Linked DNA regions of Pan troglodytes: regions 1 and 2 are each linked to region 3. The links are chromatin contacts, called in public HiChIP or PLAC-seq maps. All regions are on one chromosome and are shown on one strand. Each heading gives the region's core, a stretch centred on a gene start, on an enhancer-like site or on the middle of the called end of the contact. The rest is flanking DNA. Distances are from core to core; before and after follow the strand shown.

What was found. HiChIP or PLAC-seq counts read pairs in DNA pulled down with a chosen protein or histone mark.
Region 1: a contact with region 3 is called in an H3K4me3 HiChIP or PLAC-seq map of stem cell-derived excitatory neurons, with 4 times the contacts expected there. The contact joins the promoter of MMP24OS here to the promoter of NCOA6 in region 3. A contact is called at or near these places in 1 of 7 Hi-C or Micro-C datasets (stem cell-derived neural progenitor cells) and 1 of 1 datasets of contacts at active chromatin or transcription factors (stem cell-derived excitatory neurons).
Region 2: an H3K4me3 HiChIP or PLAC-seq map of stem cell-derived excitatory neurons shows a contact between it and region 3, with 2.5 times the contacts expected there. The contact joins the promoter of TRPC4AP here to the promoter of NCOA6 in region 3. A contact is called at or near these places in 1 of 7 Hi-C or Micro-C datasets (stem cell-derived neural progenitor cells) and 1 of 1 datasets of contacts at active chromatin or transcription factors (stem cell-derived excitatory neurons).

Annotation. Positions count from the first base shown.
Region 1 is chr21:41,512,536-41,515,688 of NHGRI_mPanTro3-v2.0_pri, forward strand. MMP24OS (MMP24 opposite strand) reads right to left here and starts at 1,496. Exons shown (of 4, transcript XR_676210.5): 1 at 1,352-1,496. It overlaps MMP24 (matrix metallopeptidase 24), which reads left to right. Exons shown (of 9, transcript XM_016937754.4): 9 at 1-301. EIF6 (eukaryotic translation initiation factor 6) reads right to left here. Exons shown (of 7, transcript XM_001164516.7): 6 at 2,902-3,083; 7 at 2,258-2,546. The coding sequence ends at 2,537.
Region 2 is chr21:41,327,044-41,330,209 of NHGRI_mPanTro3-v2.0_pri, forward strand. TRPC4AP (transient receptor potential cation channel subfamily C member 4 associated protein) reads right to left here and starts at 1,318. Exons shown (of 19, transcript XM_514600.9): 1 at 488-1,318. The coding sequence starts at 655.
Region 3 is chr21:41,061,191-41,064,579 of NHGRI_mPanTro3-v2.0_pri, forward strand. It overlaps NCOA6 (nuclear receptor coactivator 6), which reads right to left and starts at 1,746. Exons shown (of 16, transcript XR_010154202.1): 1 at 1,610-1,746.

The DNA of each region.
Region 1 (3,153 bases), core at 246-2,745, 450 kb after region 3:
GCAGGCCAGCTGAGAATGAACAGGAGATGGAGGCAGGCAGCCCAGGCTGCAGAGGTGAGGGATGTGGGGCCAGGCCCAGAGGGCTCAGCCTAGAGGCTTCCAATCTCAGATTCTCCTACCTGTGGTCATCTGTCCATCACCCCAGGACAGGGCAGACAGAGGGGCAAAGCACTGGGGGCCCCAGGGCCTAGCTTCCCCTCAGCCTGGGGGACATCACAGCATTTCAGTGTCAGTCACATTTTAAACTGATCAGCCTTTGTATAATGTTTTTTAAATCATTTCTAAATAAAACAGAAATACAGAGTGTGTCATTTCCCTGGGATGAGGGAACAAAGATCAGGTTCCAAGAGTAACCTTAGGACGCTCTGGGAGGAGAACCGGGTCCTTTGGGGTGTCTGGGAGCTGCCCACCCATCTCCTCTGCCAGACCGGCGGTCAGATAGCCTCCCTCTACAACAGGCTGGCCCTGGGGACCCAGGGTTATTGGGGTTCCAGGAACACAGCCTGATGATGCCTCCTTACGATCCAGGATGGGGAGCAGCCCCCCCAGGAGTATGGGGAGGGTCACTGTGGCACGGGCTTCTCCAAAGTCAAGGCCCCTGGTGCCATGACCTGGGACACATAGTCAAGAGCACGGTTATCAGCAATACAGATATTAATAAAAGGCAGACGAAGTCAGGAGGTCAGCAACTTTGCGGGCTTACCAGGAGGCCTGCCCTGCCTCTGGAAGCCAGCGACAGAGAGGGATGCCCCCGACCCAGCCAGCCGGAGAAAGGGATGGGGTGGTCACAAAGGTCTGAGCTGGGTCTGGGTGTAGGCTGGGAAGCAGGCTGGGGTGTAGACTGCGAAGGCGGCCCTGCCGGGACTTCTTTCCAGTCCCCGGCGACCTCTTCGAATTCTCTGCTATCTCTGGGGAGCCTCGGGTGGGAGGGGGTGTAAGAGACGCAGGGACGTGGGGAGAGGAGACAAGGCAGGCAAGAACCACAGGGGACGGCGGACAGACGGGCGACATCCTCCGGAGGACGCCGTCAGTACCAGGAAGTGCAGGCGATGAGGAAGCGCACGTCGTCCAGCGGCCCCCACGGGCTGGGCTCGGGCTGGGGCTGGGGCTGGGGCTGGGGCTGGGGCTGGGGCTGGGGCTGGGGCGGACGCCGGGGCTGTTCCGGGCCCTCCGGCGCCGCAGGCTGGGGCTGGGGCTGGGGCTGGGGCTGGGGCTGGGGCTGGGTTTGCGCAGGCTCCGGGGCGCCGCGGCCGCCGCTTAGCTGAGCCCCCATGGTCTGCAAGAAGAGAAGCCCTTTAGGTCTGGGTCGCCGGGACACCCCGCTAGGGCCCCGCCCCAGCTCTGCCCTCACCTCTCGCAGCCAGACCCGCGGGTCTCCCGGAACCCACCTCGGCGTCGGGAGGAGCTGGCGCCGTGACGCCACCGCGCACCGACCTCACCCTCCGTGCGTTGGAGCGGAAAGGAGGGACTCGACCCTGTGCTCCGGGGCGGGGCTCCGCGACCGTCCCCCGCCAATCCCGCCCCAGCGCCTCAAGGCCCCGCCCCGCGCAAGGGGACGGAATGCGCCCCAACAGCCTCCAAGGCGCCCAGGCCAGGACGACGCTGGGAACCCGCTGCCCCGCCCCACGCCCACCCAGGAAAGGACCTGCAACCTCCATCCACCTTAGTCAAAGAATGCCCCGAAGCCAGATGCCCCAGAGCTCTCACAGGGGACTTGCCCAGCTCAGGGGAAAATCGGAACGGACTCTCTGCCTTTCAAGGCCAGAGAAGACCGGCGCAGAAGTCGGGTGAAAACTGTGAGAACTAGACCGGGCGCCGTGGCTCACGCCTGTAATCCCAACACTTTGGGAGGCCGAGGCGGTGGGTCGCTTGAGTTCAGGAGTATAAACCAGCCTGGGCAACACAGTGACTTCGTTTCTACAAAAAAATAAACGAGGCGAGAGGATCGCTTGAGCCCAACAGGTCAAGGCTACAGTGAGCCATCCTTGCGTCACAACACTCCAGCCTGGGTGACAGAGGGAGACACTGCCTCAAAAAGAAAAAAGAAAAAAGGAGAACTGTAGTGGAGAGTGTTTCTTGCCCCAGGATGAAGCCTCACATCCTGATGGTAGAGGAGAAGGGAATGGCGTGTGTGGAGGTGGTGTACTGGGTTGGTTGTGTGTTGTGTTCATCCCACCCTATCTTCCCAGAATGCTGGAACAACTGGAGAGTGCAGGGATTGTACACAGGCTGAGGGCCTCAAACATCACATTCAGAATGGCCCGGAGGGAACTGCACTTTAATGGGGTGGCACAGGACAGCAGAACCCTCAGCCAGCAGCCACAGGGCCTGCCAGTGAGCACAACAGAGCAGGTTTTTGCAGTAATGATAGATCCAGGCGATAAGCACAGGTGGAAAAGGGTTGGGTGCCCAGCCCCTCAGTCCCAGTGAGCTCTCTGCCACCTCCCTGCCAGCATCCGGTACAGATTGGGCGGAATGTGGAGAAGGTTGGCCACAGTCCAGAGCCAGGAGCCCATGGAACAACTTGGAAGGTGACTCAGGTGAGGCTGAAGAGAAAGGAAAGCGCACGGTCAGTAGCTGTTTCACAGAGCCCACCTCACTCTCAAGGTGCCTGCCTCAGCCCTCATCCCCGGACCAGCTCTGACAAGCTGCTCAAGCAGCTACTGCTCTAGTATCCTAGCCCTGAAAAACCACAAAGATGAGGATTAGCAGATGCTCAAGAAATATTTTTTGAATATGCTGGCTCTTATCTGCTCAGCAGTGTGCAGATATGCTCTCACACTCGAGAAGCTACCAGAACAAACTGGTAGGCTCCCATTCTAGATGACATCTTTTCCCCATACTCTCAAAATGCAAGTTAACCCCCAACCCTGAGCAGAAGAAAGGAGAGGCCCCAGGTACCTGTCAATGAGGGAATCCCGCATGCTGGTGGCAATGGTGCTAGGCTGGGCTTCATTCAGCTTGAAGACACTCTCCACCACTGACAGCTCTGTGCTGGTTGTGTCCAGGCCACAGAAGGCACACCAGTCATTCACCACCATCCCAGCAGCAATCACCTCACTGCCTCGGTTCACAGTCCCCGCCTGCCAAGGGATGGGCTCAATGTGAGTCACGGCACCAAATTCTCTCCCTCCTCAATGAAGACTCTCCCCA
Region 2 (3,166 bases), core at 68-2,567, 270 kb after region 3:
CAGAATAACAATGGGGACCTACTTTAGAAAGGGGAAGGAAAGAGTGTCAAGGAAAGGCCTGAGAAAATGACATTTATGAAACGCTTGGGAACCGTTTGGGGGCTGCAATGATGACCCCCTCCCCCACGCCCAATACACGGGATAAACTCGAGGCCCACAGAGGCTAAAACAAACACGACAGGGTCCCCCAGACGTGTAGACGTGGCGCAAAGAAGGGAGGATCCAGAAACTGGGCCCAGGGTTCGTACACGCCATCAGTGTCCACAGCAGCCCAGCCCCGCTCGGCCCCTGACAAGGGACATCAAGCCAGCTGCTTCCCACGGCCCCGCTGCGGCTGAGAGCGTCCGGGCAGCTCACAGGGAGGCCTTGCGGCCAGCCAAAAGGGCTTTGGCCCGTCCAGCGGCAGCCTGGAAAGGCCTCTTCCCCGGCCCCCCGCCAGCTCCCGCCTGGTCCGCCCCGCCCCGCCCCTCCTGGTCCAGCCTCGTACCTGCACCGCCCGGACCAGGCCCCGGCCAGTCAGCTGGCCCTGCCGCAGCTGCAGCAGAATGTTACCAGGCCGCGGCCGGCCGCCCCATCCGCCCCAAGCCGCCACTGTGGCTGCCGACCGTCTCCCTCGACCGGCTCCAGACCCAGCCGCTACCGGCGCCGCCGCCATGTCTCCTCGTCGGACAAACAGGAAGCAGGCGGCCTCGGGGCCGCGGAGATTTCTACGGGGCGGCGGAGGGGTCGCCGCAGCGCCCCCAGTGGGCCGTCGGCGGAGGCGCAAGCCGCGTGGCAGGGACCGTGCGCGGCGTGGAGGCTACTGGGAATTGTAGTCTTGCGCGGCAGCGGGGTAGGTGGGAAAAGAGATGTGGCCTTTCCTGCACTGCCGGTTTCTCTGGCCCCCGGGCCCAGCATTTCGGCGAAATCTCCCAAGGTCCACATTCTCCCATTTCTCTCGCCGATTTGGGCAGGATGCAGGCAGCTGGCCAAGAAATGATCCTGGGCTTCAGGTCAGGAGTCAGGCCCTCGAGTCCGCTTCCTGCCTGCTTCTTTCTACACGTGACTCACCGCGGACGTCGACCAAGTCATCGCGCTCTGCCACTGCGCCTGTGTCCTCGTCAGGTCACTCCATCTATAGATTCTGGGAGCCTGATCAATCGTAGTTCCTGGGGCTTTCTCTGCGCCCGACACCAAACCATGTCTAGGGGAAAGGGAGGGTGTCTGGGATACAGTGGTGAGCAGAACGGCCTGGGATCCTTTATCACGAAATGCAGGTTACAGGGGAAGACAGCAGATCCATACACAAAGAAACGCAGTCTCAAACTGGATAAGTTGTGTAACTGGATAGGTTGTTGTGAAATTAAATAATGGAAGGGAAAGGGATTAGTAAATTGTGACATCATATTCTCTGTCAGATGAAAACCCTGTCCTAATTTCTATCCACCAGCTAGCATGTTATCTCTACCATGACCCCAAATACTCATTTTTTCAGCTAACTTCTGTGGCAGGATGGCACTGACTCCCCCCACCCAACACACACACACTTTTTCCCTTCCTAGCAGGGGGCCTGTAATAAAAATGAAAGAGGAGAGCTAAGTGTGATAAGTGTGATATAACAGGGAATGGTGAAGATTGTGACTCATAACTAAGATGACTGTAACTTACTGCTCAAACCAGAACACTTTAAAGAATGAAAAGACACAATAAATAATTACACCGGGACGGTAGGCATGAAAGTGACTCTCCCAGGTGAACTGGCACTATGATTACCATCCTCACACCCCATCTAAAAGGAGTAGACTCACCATCCATCTTCATAGAACTAGAAAAAAGAATCCTAAAAATCATATGGAACCAAAAAAGAGCCTGCATGTCCAAAGCAAGACTAAGCAAAAAGAATAAATCTGGAGGCATCACATTACCTGACTTCAATCTATACTATAAGGCCATAGTCACCCAAACAGCATGGTACTGGTATAAAAATAGGCACATAGACCAATGGAATAGAATAGAGAACACAGAATAAAACCAAATACTTATAGCCAACTGATCTTCGATAAAGCAAACAAAAACATAAAGTGGGGAAAGGACACCCTATTCAACAGCTGGTGATAACTGGCAAGCCACATGCAGAAGAATGAAACTGGATCCTCATCTCTCACATTATACAAAAATAAACTCAGCCGGGCGCAGTGGCTCACACCTGTAATCCCAGTGGCTCACACCTGTAATCCCAGCACTTTGGGAAGCCGAGGTGGTCAGATCATGAGGTCAGGAGTTCGAGACCAGCCTGGCCAACATGGTGAAACCCCATCTCTACTAAAAATGCAAAAATTAGCTGGGCGTGGTGGCATGCACCTGTAGTCCCAGCTACTTGGGAGGCTGAGGCAGGAGAATCACTTGAACCCTGGAGACAGAGGTCACAGTGAGCCGAGATCACGCCACTGCACTCCAGTTTGATGACAGGATGAGACTCCATCTCAGAAAAAAAAAAAAATAGCCAAAGAAGTTACAGTCAGGAGATATTTTGTTCCCTATAGAAACTGAATATAACATCTTAAAATTTGTCCCTGAGTGTTGTTTCTTAGAAACTCAAACCCCCACCAAATGGATCTGCTGATCGGCAAACCTCAGATAAGGGAGAGCTGAGAACTAAACTTTTGACTTCTATATTTTGTTCTAAATTTCTTCCTAGGGGACCTGGAGGAGGAGACGACCATAAGTCAGAGCTAACATTCTTTTCTGCAGATCCCAAATTTTTAGACAAACCTTTGCGTCCTTAACCAATTACAAGTCAGAAAATCTTTGAATCCACTTGTGGGCCCCTGGTTGGAGATGTCCTGTCCTTTTAGGTGGAACCAATATACAGCCCCTATGTATTGATTTATGACTTCACCTGTAGCCTCTGCCCTCCTGCCATTAAAAACCTGTAAGCCAGCTGGGCGCGGTGGCTCACACCTATAATCCCAGCACTTTGGGTGGCCGAGGCAGGTGGATCACCTGAGGTCAGGAGTTCGAGACCAGCCTGACCAAAACAGCAAAACCCCGTCTCTACTAAAGATACAAAAATTAGCCAGGCATGGTGGCACGTGCCTGTAATCCCAGCTACTCGGGAAGCTGAGGCAGGAGAATAGCTTGAACCCAGGAGGCAGAGGTTGCAGTGAGCTGAGATTGCACCACTGCA
Region 3 (3,389 bases), core at 496-2,995:
TAATTTTTTTTATTTCTTTTGTAGAGATGGGGTCTGCCAGCTCCTGGGCTCAAGCAATCCTCCCACCTTGGCCTCCCAAAGTGTTGGGATTACAGGCGTGAGCCACTGTGGCTGGCCGGAGCATCTCTTAAAACTCTAGAAAGTTAGAAGGTCTCAAAGATAACTTCTTTGCACAATTAGAGATGAACCAGGAAATACCAAATAACTGGCTGCCTATACTTTTTTGTATTCCCTTCAGCCTTTGTATTGCCACACTCATTACAGGAAGAAAACAAATTTAATAGTTATCTGGTGTATACTGTTATGCTTCATTTCTTGTTGTTTTTGTTTGTTTGCTTTTAGTTTCATCACAAGAATGTTATGCTTCATTTCTTAACACCTTTCTCCCAGCTAGCAAATTCCTTTAAGGCAATGTGTTTAGTGAGGAAGCAGCCGACAATTTCTAGTACCCCTCTGCCACTAACTTGTAAGATCTTGAAAAGTCAACTTTACCTTTCTATGTTTCAGCTAAAATCACTACCTGATTTGAAATCTTTACTTGATCTCTCAGGCCTTTGTAGTTTTTATACATTCACTCTTCTTCACCATTTTACTGGCTTCAATAACGCCTTTCTGATGACCTCTCCAGGTGACTCTGCTCTTAAGCTGTGGGCTGTCCCCTTCCAGGGAAGACACCTTGGGTCACCGCCCCCAAACAGCCAGGTCCCTCCTTTTAAAGACACACACAACTCCCTAAGTTGATAAAGGTTCTCTCCTTTCTTGCCAACCAGTTAGTTCCACTCTCTGTGCCTCTTTTGCCGGCCAGCTCCTGCACCCAAACCTCAGTCTCCCTTTGTCCCCCTTTTCTCTCATCAAACACCTCCTTTTTCCTGTTGCTTCCCCCAAGAGGGGGTGGAGGATGCTTGGGACATAAGTCTTCAGAGCCTTGGGAGTTATACAGCTTTGCAATTCAGCCCCAGTACCCCAAGGACTGCCCCAATCTGAACCAGCGTCTGTACCCAAAGGGCCCTCATTCCTCATCAATCACCTCCTTCCCTCCCAGCAAAGAACCGCTCCAGCCCTGACAGCCTGAGATCGGCCCCCATGCCTCCACCCCAATCCCCAGGTCCTACCTGCACTAGGGCTCTAACACCGCCTAAGGCCTAACCCAGTTCCACGTCCTGCCATTCTCTCAGCCCATAGACCCCAATCCCGGTTCCCTTCGGACCCAGGGTTCCTTCTCCGCGACCCTGACCACGACCCCACGACCGGCTCCCGCCTGTTCCCCAGGCCTAGAGCGCCACCCCGTGCAGACCCCGGCCAGCCCTGCACTCCCTCAGTGCACCGGCCCCCGCGCCCAGCACCCTCCCCACCCAGCCGGGCCGCCGCTCCCTCCAGCGCCCCCGCCCGCAGGCCTGGGGCCCGCTCCCCAACATGGCGACGGGGACACAAGCGCGGCGGGCGGGGCGGCTCCGGGCCGGGCCCGCTCTCAGACCGTGCCACTCGGTCGCCCGGCGCCATTTTTCCGCGCCGGCCCGGGCGGCGCCTCCTCCCCGCGAAGCCAGCCCGACAAGGACCGCGGACGCCCGGCGGGCCCACCCCTTACGGGCCCGCGCCGCCGTCCCCTCACCTGAGCGCGGCCCCGGCCCTCCCGGGCGGGCCTTGGAGCGCCGGCCCGGGCCGTGCGTGCCCGCCGCCCTCCGTGCGTCCGTCCGTCAGTCCTCGCGTGCGCCCGTCTGTCCCGCCGCCCGCGCCCGGCCGCCCGCAGCCCGACCCGGCAGGGCCTCACGGAGCCGGCGGGGAGGGGGATGGGCCGGACCGGGCCGGGGAGGGAGGGGGAGGGAGGGAGAGAGGGAGGGAGCGCGAGAGGGGGCGGGGCGGACTCGAGGGGCGGGGCATTGCCCACGTGACCAGACGTCCCCGGGAGCGCGAGGTGAAGCGCGCGCCAGCTCCCTTCGGTGCTGAGTGCTTAGTGCTGGGATCTCGTGGGTTTCTGTCGGCTTCCCAGGGCTATTCTCTCGCCAGTGAGTCCCACTTCGGAAGCACACATTGCACAGCCTTTTGCGAGCGCTCTGAGTATCCTTGGACATGGCAACTCCAAGCCTCAGTTTACCCATCTGAAATATGGGGAAAATCATAGTGCTTGTGAAGAGCAAATGGAGGTAGGCATGGAAAGCACTTGTCACCGTGCCTGACACATACTGTCTAATAATAAGCTTAATGGGATATAGATAAAAGCTTTCATTATTATTTGCCTCTAAATCCCTCTCTTCTTTTTCCCATCATTACCTCCCTAGCAAGCTAAAATGCTCAGTAAATAGAATTATTGATCGAACGAGTGTGGCCCCTCCCCTCTTCCCAAACGTAGAAAGACCTCCTCAGCACTGGACTTCATGTCTGTCATACAGGCCTGGATTCATATCTGGCTTTCACTGTTTTTTAAAATTTTTCTGTTTTTTCCCACACTACACTGATGTATTTTTTAAATTTTCGTACGTACGTAGTAGGTGAATGTATTTATGGGGTACATGAGATTTTGATACAGGCATGCGATGTGTAATAATCACATCATGGTAAATGGGGTATCTAGCAACTCAAGCATTTATCCTTTGTGTTACAAACAACCCAATTATACTCTAGTTATTTTAAAATGTACAAGTAAATTTTGTGTGTGGGGGGGTTTTTTTTTGTTTTTTGTTTTATTTTTGTTTTTTTGAGACGGAGTCTCACTCTGTCGCCCAGGCTGGAGTGCAGTGGCGCGATCTCAGCTCACTGCAACTTCCGCCTCCCTGGTTCAAGGGATTCGCCTGCCTCAGCCTCCTGAGTAGCTGGTACTACAGGCGCATGCCACCACGCCCAGCTAATTTTTGTATATTTTTTAAGTAGAGATGGGGTTTCACCATATTGGCCAGGCTGGTCAGGAACTCCTGACCTCATGATCCGCCCGCCTCGGCCCCTCAAAGTGCTGGGATTATAGGCGTGAGCCACCGCGCCCGGCGAATTGTTTTTTACTGTAGTCACCTTCTTGTGCTAGCAAATACTAGGTCTTATTCTTTCTAACTATTCTTTTGTACCCATTAATCATTCCCACTTCCCACCTACCTCCCCATTAACCTTACCAGCCTCTGGTAACCCTCCTTCTATTCTCTATCTCCATGAGTTCAATTGTTTTAATTTTTTGCTCCTGGCCCGGCATGGTGGCTCACACCTGTAATCCTAGCACTTTGGGAGGCCAAGATGGGCGGATCACCTGAGGTCAGGAGTTCAAGACCAGCCTGGCCAACATGGTGAAACCCTGTCTCTACTAAAATACAAAAGCTAGGTGGGCATGATGGCAGGTGCCTGTAATCCCAGCTACTCAGGAGGCTGAGACGGGAGAATCTCTTGAACCTGGGAGATGGTGGTTGCGG